Regions from separate parts of the Salvelinus alpinus genome. Here region 2 is linked to region 1. A link is a contact called in public Hi-C data. All regions are on one chromosome and are shown on one strand. The core of a region is the stretch at or near the end of the contact, and the rest is flanking DNA. Distances in the headings are between cores, read along the strand shown.

Region 1 (4,101 bases), core at 657-3,156:
AGGATACCAGGGGTGTATTCACTAGGTATCAAACACAACCTACCTGAATTTGTCCAATAGAAACCAAATTTTGTTCCAAAACGTACTGTTTGCAACCGTTTTCTACAGTTTGGACTAATGATTACACCCCAGGCTCCCAGACAGATTTAAATGCCAGCCCAGCTGGCTCATGTTCTCACCTTGTTGCTAGAGCCTCTCAAATTGAAGGATTTGAATTAAACGGAAGCAAACTACAGGTTCTGACAGCTCACTATAATTTACATACACTGATCAATCAAGTCACAGTTTTCAGCTCAAAGTTTTCTAGACCTAGTAGAATTTGAGGTGAGAGCAGATAGCTAAAAAATAGCTGCTATAAATGGTGGAAAGGTAATGTTACTGGGATTAAATTCAGTGTAGTCCATATCAAACTAATCTGAAACATTTAACATTGGCAGGAATTGGAAGACAAAGGACAGTCACAGTGGAAAACCCGGTAATAAACATTTATTTGACTGATTTAGCTATTTATATCAGCGAGCAGTAGTGTCCAACTAATGCAAGAATACACCAACTCACACACAAACAAATGTGGATTATGTCTCCGACACATATCGATTTTGATTTCTTTGACTAAAAATAAAAACAATTTGAGCTCGAAATGGTGGCTGTCCGTAACATTGAATTGTAATTTACGATGCAAAACCGATATAATTAATAATATAGTTATGACGACTATATCCAGCTGGCTAACTAACGTTTGATAGCCAAGCTAGCTAAAGGATAGCGAGCTGTGAGTCACAAATTGTACCTTTAGTTGGCAGCGAGAATTGGTTTTGTTATTCACATTTATTGTAGCTTGCTAGTTTGCTAACTAACATTAAAATCTAGCGACAGTAGCGTTGACATAGTTACACAGGTAAGTTGCCATTAGCTAAGTTAGTGCATCTGAATTTATAGATACGTGTCATTTTCAGAGATAACTATAGTAGCATCGAGTTAATTGCAAACATAAGAAAGCGCTAGGTGTATTGACAGTAAAGCTGTTTGTTACAGCTAGAGAACATCTCAATATAAAAATGCACATACAAATAGGCCTACTTTAAGGTTACCACATTACGTGTCAAAGTAACTTGAAATTGTTAATTAGCTACCGTCAGCAATTTGATTGAGGGTTCCTGACCGACTAACTAACGTTAGCATATACCGTTAGCTAGCTATCCGCGCTAGCCTTAATAGTGAACGTTCAAATACACTTTCGAAAACCCCATATTTGAAATAATTAATGCTTACACTTACCCGTTATCTAAGTGTAGATCAATTGACTAAATATGTTTGCTCATAAAATCATGAAAATTTGCTTTATGGTCAAATGAGAGCACACACTTCACGTCTCAACCTTCGCGTTATGTTACAGAGCCACGACACAGCAATGCAATCTGTGTCCAATAACTCTCCAGGCCCAGGCATAGCCGCTTCCTGTTTATGTTTCACAATCATCTTTCCGGTAGGGGAACAAAAATGTGAACCATATTCTAGCACTCCTATAATCTAAACGTGTTAACACAGAACACATTTGATTTAAATAATGTTATTTGATAACAAGGCAGTTTAGTATGTCTATATTTCTGATGTGAACATGTTTCTACTTCCAGTCCAGACTCTTCAACTCCAGTAAATAAATCACCCTGGAGAAACGAATTAATTAAAAAGTGAACCATTAGTCTGGTTTTATATAAACTAATTGTATTTGTAATAGACAGTCTGTCACTATGTATTTAACCGATCCTACATGTTTTTACTCAAACATCAGAGGAAGCGAAGACAGTACAACATTGCGAGTGTTTCCAGTACTGTAGAAATCCAATATGCACAGGAAGTGCCACGTGTACCAACTGCGCATGCTTGAGGAGGTTTCACGTTGTTCGTGCTGGTTGGGGAATCCCAACTTCCTGTGCAAGAAGAGAGAAGCAACACAGATATTACGGAAAGGAGTCTCACACGATTTTATTGACAAGGCCTACACCCGTAGTTGGACGGGGAACGGTCCTAACCATGGTCTGTGATAGCTAACGAGTTGGCTAATTCACTTTTTTTTTTTTTTTTTTTACCTGAAAGCCTGTGATAAAGACGCTCGGTTAAACAAACAGATCCCATTGCTAGCTAACTTAGCTGGTTAGCTAAGTAAGACGCAGCTAGCTATTCGCCAACGTAGCTTTTAAATTTGATTACGGTCGGTGTCTATTTCAAGATGTCCAGTACGGGGTTCAACTCTCAGAATGGGCCAGGAGGACAGCCATACGCAAATGGTGAGCATTTTCGCACTGTTAGCTAGCTAACATTACTGCCTCACAACTGTTTAGTAACTAACGTTAGCGCGTTAACAAGATAGGCTTTTACTTTATCCTAATCTGATTTGGCTGGTTAGCAGCTGGCTAGCTAACTACATTAGCTTGCTGCCTTGCTAATAATGCTAACCTAAAAGATGGCTAATGTTAGTGGTGGGCTAACTTACTCTTATCAAGACTATAGTTTAAAAAAAAAACATTGTTCATGTTAGTTAAGTTAGAAATGTGGATATAAGTGATCGCTTTGATTGCCCACTACGTAACTTTTAGCTAGCTAGGATAATCTGTTTTAGCTAGAGTCGTTGACAAATTTACTCACGTATCTAGCTATCTAAACTTAGTTATAGCTGCAATTTGTGTCAGTCACTAGTCTAACTGATAATTAACGTTAGCTAACTACTAGTGCTACCTTGAATGACGTTAGTCATAACTCAATTGAAGATCAAGTTCAGGGGAGAGACTGATAGTTTGGGTCATGATGATGCTACAAGTTGTCAGTTGAGTTAGCCAATTTGCTACTGTAGTTAGCTATAACTAGTTGACTCGTACGTGGGACTTAGATTTGGGTAATTGACCAAAAAGATTAGCTATATCATTTGAGTCTTGTAATTTGATTGATACCCTGTCGACTGATAAACTGTCATCCTCTAGTTGTCTTATAGGGGTTTAGTCTTTGTTTAGGGCCAAACTTTCCTCTCATTTGTTGAGGTTCTTTGGGTAAGGGTCGCGTGACTGTTTGTTGCGTACTTCGTTGCCTTTTTCGAATCACTTGGCTGGTGTCACATAAAATGTAAAATGTATAGTTATAATCGTATTATGCTTTGCAACGTCTACTCAGAAGTGAATGACGTACCACAGCGCTTTTCTTGTGCTCTACTTCTGTGTGTACATGTGGCACATTGGGATGATCCGTTTTAGTTGGATGACTTTTTTTTATTTTTTTTTATTAAGTAATATAAATATACTTTTTGTCTGGCATTTCTCTCCCTGAATGACATGTAAAATATTTATATACATACATACATACATACATACATACATACATACATACATACATACATACATACATACATACATACATACATACAGTACCAGTCAAAAGTTTGGACACACTTACTCATTCCAGGGGTTTTCTTTATTTTTTACTACTTTCCACATTGTAGAATAATAGTGAAGACATCAAAACTATGAAATAACACATGGAATCATGTAGTAACCAAAAAGTTTTAAACAAATAAAAATATATTTGAGATTCATCAAAGTAGCCACTGTTTGCCTTGATGACAGCTTTGCACACACTTAGCATTCTCTCAACCAGCTTTGAGGTAGTCACCTGGAATGCATTTCAATTAACAGGTGTGCCTTGTTAAATTCATTTGTGGAATTTCTTTCCTCAATGTGTTTGAGCCAATCAGTTGTTGTGACAAGGTAGGGTTGGTATACAGAAGATAGCCCTATTTGGTAAAACACCAAGTCCATCTTATGGTAAGTACAGCTCAAATAAGCAAAGATAAATGACAGTCCATCATTACTTTAAGACATGAAGGTCAGTCAATCTGGAACATTTCAAGAACTTTGAAAGTTTCTTCAAGTGCAGTCGCAAAAACCATCAAACGCTATGATAAAACTGGCTCTCAAGAGGAACGCCACAGGAAAGGAAGACCCAGAGTTACCTTTGCTGCAGAGGATAAGTTCATTAGTTAACTGCACCTCAGATTGCAGCCCAAATAAATGCTTCACAGAGTTCAAGTAACAGACACTTCTCAACATCAAC
Region 2 (3,974 bases), core at 904-3,403, 240 kb before region 1:
GACAGACCTGGACTACGAACTTACATGTAACACGAAGAACGCACGAACAGGAAAAATGACTACATAAAACGAACAAACAAACAAAACCGAAAACAGTCCCGTGTGGCGTAACATACACAGACACTGACACAGGAGACAACCACCCACAAACAAACAATGTGACCCCACATACCTTAATATGATTCTCAATCAGAGGAGATGAAAACCACCTGCCTCTAATTGAGAACCATATTAGGTACCCATTAACCAACATAGAAAAAGAAAACATAGACTGCCCACCCAAACTCACGTCCTGACCAGCTAACACATACAAAAACTAACAGAAAACAGGTCAGGAACGTGACAGTGGGAAAGATACTAATCAGTGGAGGCTGCTGAGGGGAGGACGGCTCGTAATAATGGCTGAAACGGAGTAAATGAAATAAAATCAAACACCTGGAAACCATGTGTTTGATGTATTTGATAGAATTCCACCGATTCCGCTCCAGCCATTACCCCGAGTCAGTACTCCCCAATTAAGGTGCCACCAACCTGTTGTACAAATTCATCAAATATACAACAATAAGAAATATTCATAGTGTGTTAGAGCAGAAAAGTCCAAGGCAACACAGTAGACTTAATGATCAGCAGGTACATTGATCAGATAGCACCTCAGTTAATATATTTTTGAAGGAGTCTGGTGGGATGAATGTGACTGAGGGTCTTTTGCAGCTTGTTCCAGGTGTTGGCGGCAGAAAAACTGGAATGAACGAAGGCCAAAGCAAATGCTGGCTCTGGAATGACCAGAGTGATACATCTACCAGAGCGCAGGCTGCTATTGGTAGTGGAGATGTTAAGGAGTGAGCTGAGGGAGGACCTGCCTATGAGGGTCTTGTATATAAATTGTCACCCTATTCCCTTTAAAGTGTACTACTTTTGACTAGAGCCCTATGGGTCCTAGTCAAAAGTAGTGCACTACACAGGGAAAAGGGTACGTGCCATTTTGGGACTCACACAAGATATATTGCAGCATGGCTGAATATCTGCTAAATAAACAATGAGTCCAGTAGACAGTAATGGAGCACACAATCAAACGGCCATGGAGAGGCATTGCATGTTTTTCAAGGCACTTAACCCACCTGTGGTGCGGGGCAGGAAGGCTGCTACAGCACATTTGAATCTGTGCCAGAAAAATCCGGTGTACTTCACAGCCTCATTTAACTTAGTGTAAAAGAGCATTCCCCCATTACTGATGGAGTGACACCAGGTCCTCTATCCAAAAAGCGTCTCAGAGTAGGAGTGATACATCTACATCTAATCTTAATCATTATGATCTAAACGGTCAAACTGATCCTAGATCAGTAATCATACTCTGAGACACTTTGAGGATATGGGCCCTGATATAGCAATGCGGATTTCTGCACCTGCCAGCATAGTGTGTGCTGATGACGAAAATGTCAAACTGGAAACTGTGTCCCAATACTCCTCTGAATGCACTCCTCTTCGCCTTGTCTCCTGAATAGGGTTTCATGATGAACTACATACGATATTAAGTTATTTTTCATTAGTGGTCATGAGGGAAAGGGGAGTGGGGGGCAATGGGGAATGAACATTGGATGATAGTCTGAGGATGAGATGCGTAAAGAAAGAACTGTACCATTTGTATTTTATTTTTTTGTTCTAGAAATGCGTGCCAAACATGTCAGAAACACAACAAGCATTGATGTAAAAATCCTGCGATGCATCATTGGCTGTTGCAGGTGCCCCCGGAGCTGCAAGTAGGAGGCGCGCTCGCCACATGAAAGCGCGTGCGATTACTACTTGATACAATAACCTACACCGTAGATCTACAAAATACAGCTCACTCCTTATTTACATGTCATTGTAGTAAATTAGGTGGATTGATAGGTCTATCACTTGTCAATGTGTGAACCTACATCGTGGATTGGAGTGGATTGAATATTGAGTAAAACGTTTGCAAGTAGATCTAACTTTATTTCCAAGTATATGTTTGTTCAATGTCTTATTATTATGAAAATAAGACAAATATTAACATTAACAATATTATTTAGGAAATATATGTTTTTTTTCAACGTTGTCTCTGTAAATGTTCGATTATTGTGCTGCTATCATGAACCCGCCCAAACAAACCGCCCACTTAACGGTAGCTTTCACTTTCAAAAGAGTGACAGGTGAAGAATATAATCCCTTTTTCCTATTTCAGGTTGTAGTCTATGCATGATGTTTGGCGAAAGTAAGCCATTTTAAAGATATTAGAATCGTCTCTCAGGGACAGCAAATTTAAATACGTCATTCATATGGCGCCAAGAGTTTAAAGTATGATCTTATTTTGTTGTAAGGTTGCGCACCCGCCAGTGCAATCGCACAAGAGAGAAGAACGCGAGCGGGCAAGGACTGAGCAGGCTATATGTTTTTAGGTGGAACGTTGCCAAACTAGCCAGCTTGCTATCTTTCATGACTCATTATTTGAAAATTAGACATACATTTTTTTCTACTGGATTTGAGGAAAACATACTCCCATGACAAATCAGGACCTGGGGGATACCACATTGGATTTGGACTATTTTCGAAATGCGACATGGCTTTCAAAATTATATTTGTTAGCTTACCTTGCTGTACCATAGCTAGCGTACAGTAGAACGGACTTGCTGGATGCGGCTATCTTGCAAGCACGTTAACTAGCTAGCTAGAGAATTTGGATTTAAGGATGATATACTCCTAAAGTCAGCTAAATGTAGCTAACTGCATTTAGCTGATACCTGCGAATTCGGACATCGCAGGTTTGTTGACTATTATGTTATACTGTCGGATAGACTATCATGGAGTAAATTTGTCAATTGGTACTTTTTATTTTGACTTTTGGGAGAGCATCTGACGTGCTGTCAACCCCATACAGCCTCGCAGGCATAGTCCTGTCACCGACGTGAATAGTCAGGGGGCTAACTAACTAGCTCGCTAGCTAGGGGTAAGTTGGCTACACTGGAATTTGACCACCGTGAAATTCACTGTCGCTAGCTACATGTGGTTAGCTTCAAATTATATCGTAATTTCTCATCATCGCCCATCGTCCAGAGTCGAGGACGTTTCGCAGCCCGACCCTGACTGCAATCAAGATAAAAAGGTGGGTTAGATTTTGGTTTCTTGCTTCCCCCAAGAAGTACAGTACGATGCAGTAGCATGTAGCACAGGGTGAGAAGCACGCACTTCCAGAGCGGGTAGGGAAATGTGTAGTGTGCATGGGTCTAATGGTTGTGATAATTAGCGAGCACGGGTAGAACATCATGCAACTGCAACTTTTTTATTGAATAAAATATGAAAATGTCAGGTCCCAGTTCACTAGCAATGTTTGCAACGCCAACTACGCAGCGAGTATTATTTATAGACGGGCGGTCATGTTCACTGCTCTTATTAAATAATTTTGGTAGCGGGATTTTCCCGAGGTGCTGTTAAATTACATTCGCCGGTGAAATACATTATTTAATTATTTGTTTAATTCTAATAAATAATTGGCAACTTATGCAAGTGTGTGCATGTTTGCGGGAGGAGGGACCGCGGCACGCCAACGTATGGCGCTGAAAATACACTTAGCTAATGTGATAAAAAATTATCTGCCTGTTGAAAATATTACAATAGAGGAGGATAATTTTGGTAATAACGATTGCGTTATAAAACTGCATTTGACAAAAGTTATTGTTGCCATCCAGTGTCGCTCAATTGTGGATTTGAAATTAGGGGCGCACGTGCATGTGAATTACGCTCCCAAAAAGGGGAGGTATTTTGGAAGGCTAAGCACGCATATATCTAAGAATTAGAACAAGCTCAGTACTCTTATCTCCGTCTCTGCCTCTCGCTGCGTGCTGTGCGGATCTACTGTAGGGGGAGTGGCTCTTGTTTACCTTCAGAAACTCTGCGCCCATAGAACAGGGGGTGGGACTAGATTTGGTGCTGCGCATGGTTAGTAGAGGGACAGAGCA

Evidence for each region. A called contact is a pair of places that touch in the nucleus more often than the background predicts.
Region 2: a Hi-C map of red muscle shows a contact between it and region 1, with 6 times the contacts expected there. The contact joins the promoter of LOC139537732 here to the promoter of LOC139537728 in region 1. A contact is called at or near these places in 2 of 3 Hi-C or Micro-C datasets (muscle and red muscle).

What each region holds. Positions count from the first base shown.
Region 1 is chr13:42,561,464-42,565,564 of SLU_Salpinus.1, reverse strand. It overlaps LOC139537728 (protein transport protein Sec24A-like), which reads left to right and starts at 1,906. Exons shown (of 23, transcript XM_071339413.1): 1 at 1,906-2,288. The coding sequence starts at 2,231. sar1b (secretion associated, Ras related GTPase 1B) reads right to left here and starts at 1,806. Exons shown (of 7, transcript XM_071339414.1): 1 at 1,279-1,806.
Region 2 is chr13:42,803,841-42,807,814 of SLU_Salpinus.1, reverse strand. LOC139537732 (protein Jade-1-like) reads left to right here and starts at 2,153. Exons shown (of 11, transcript XM_071339420.1): 1 at 2,153-3,121.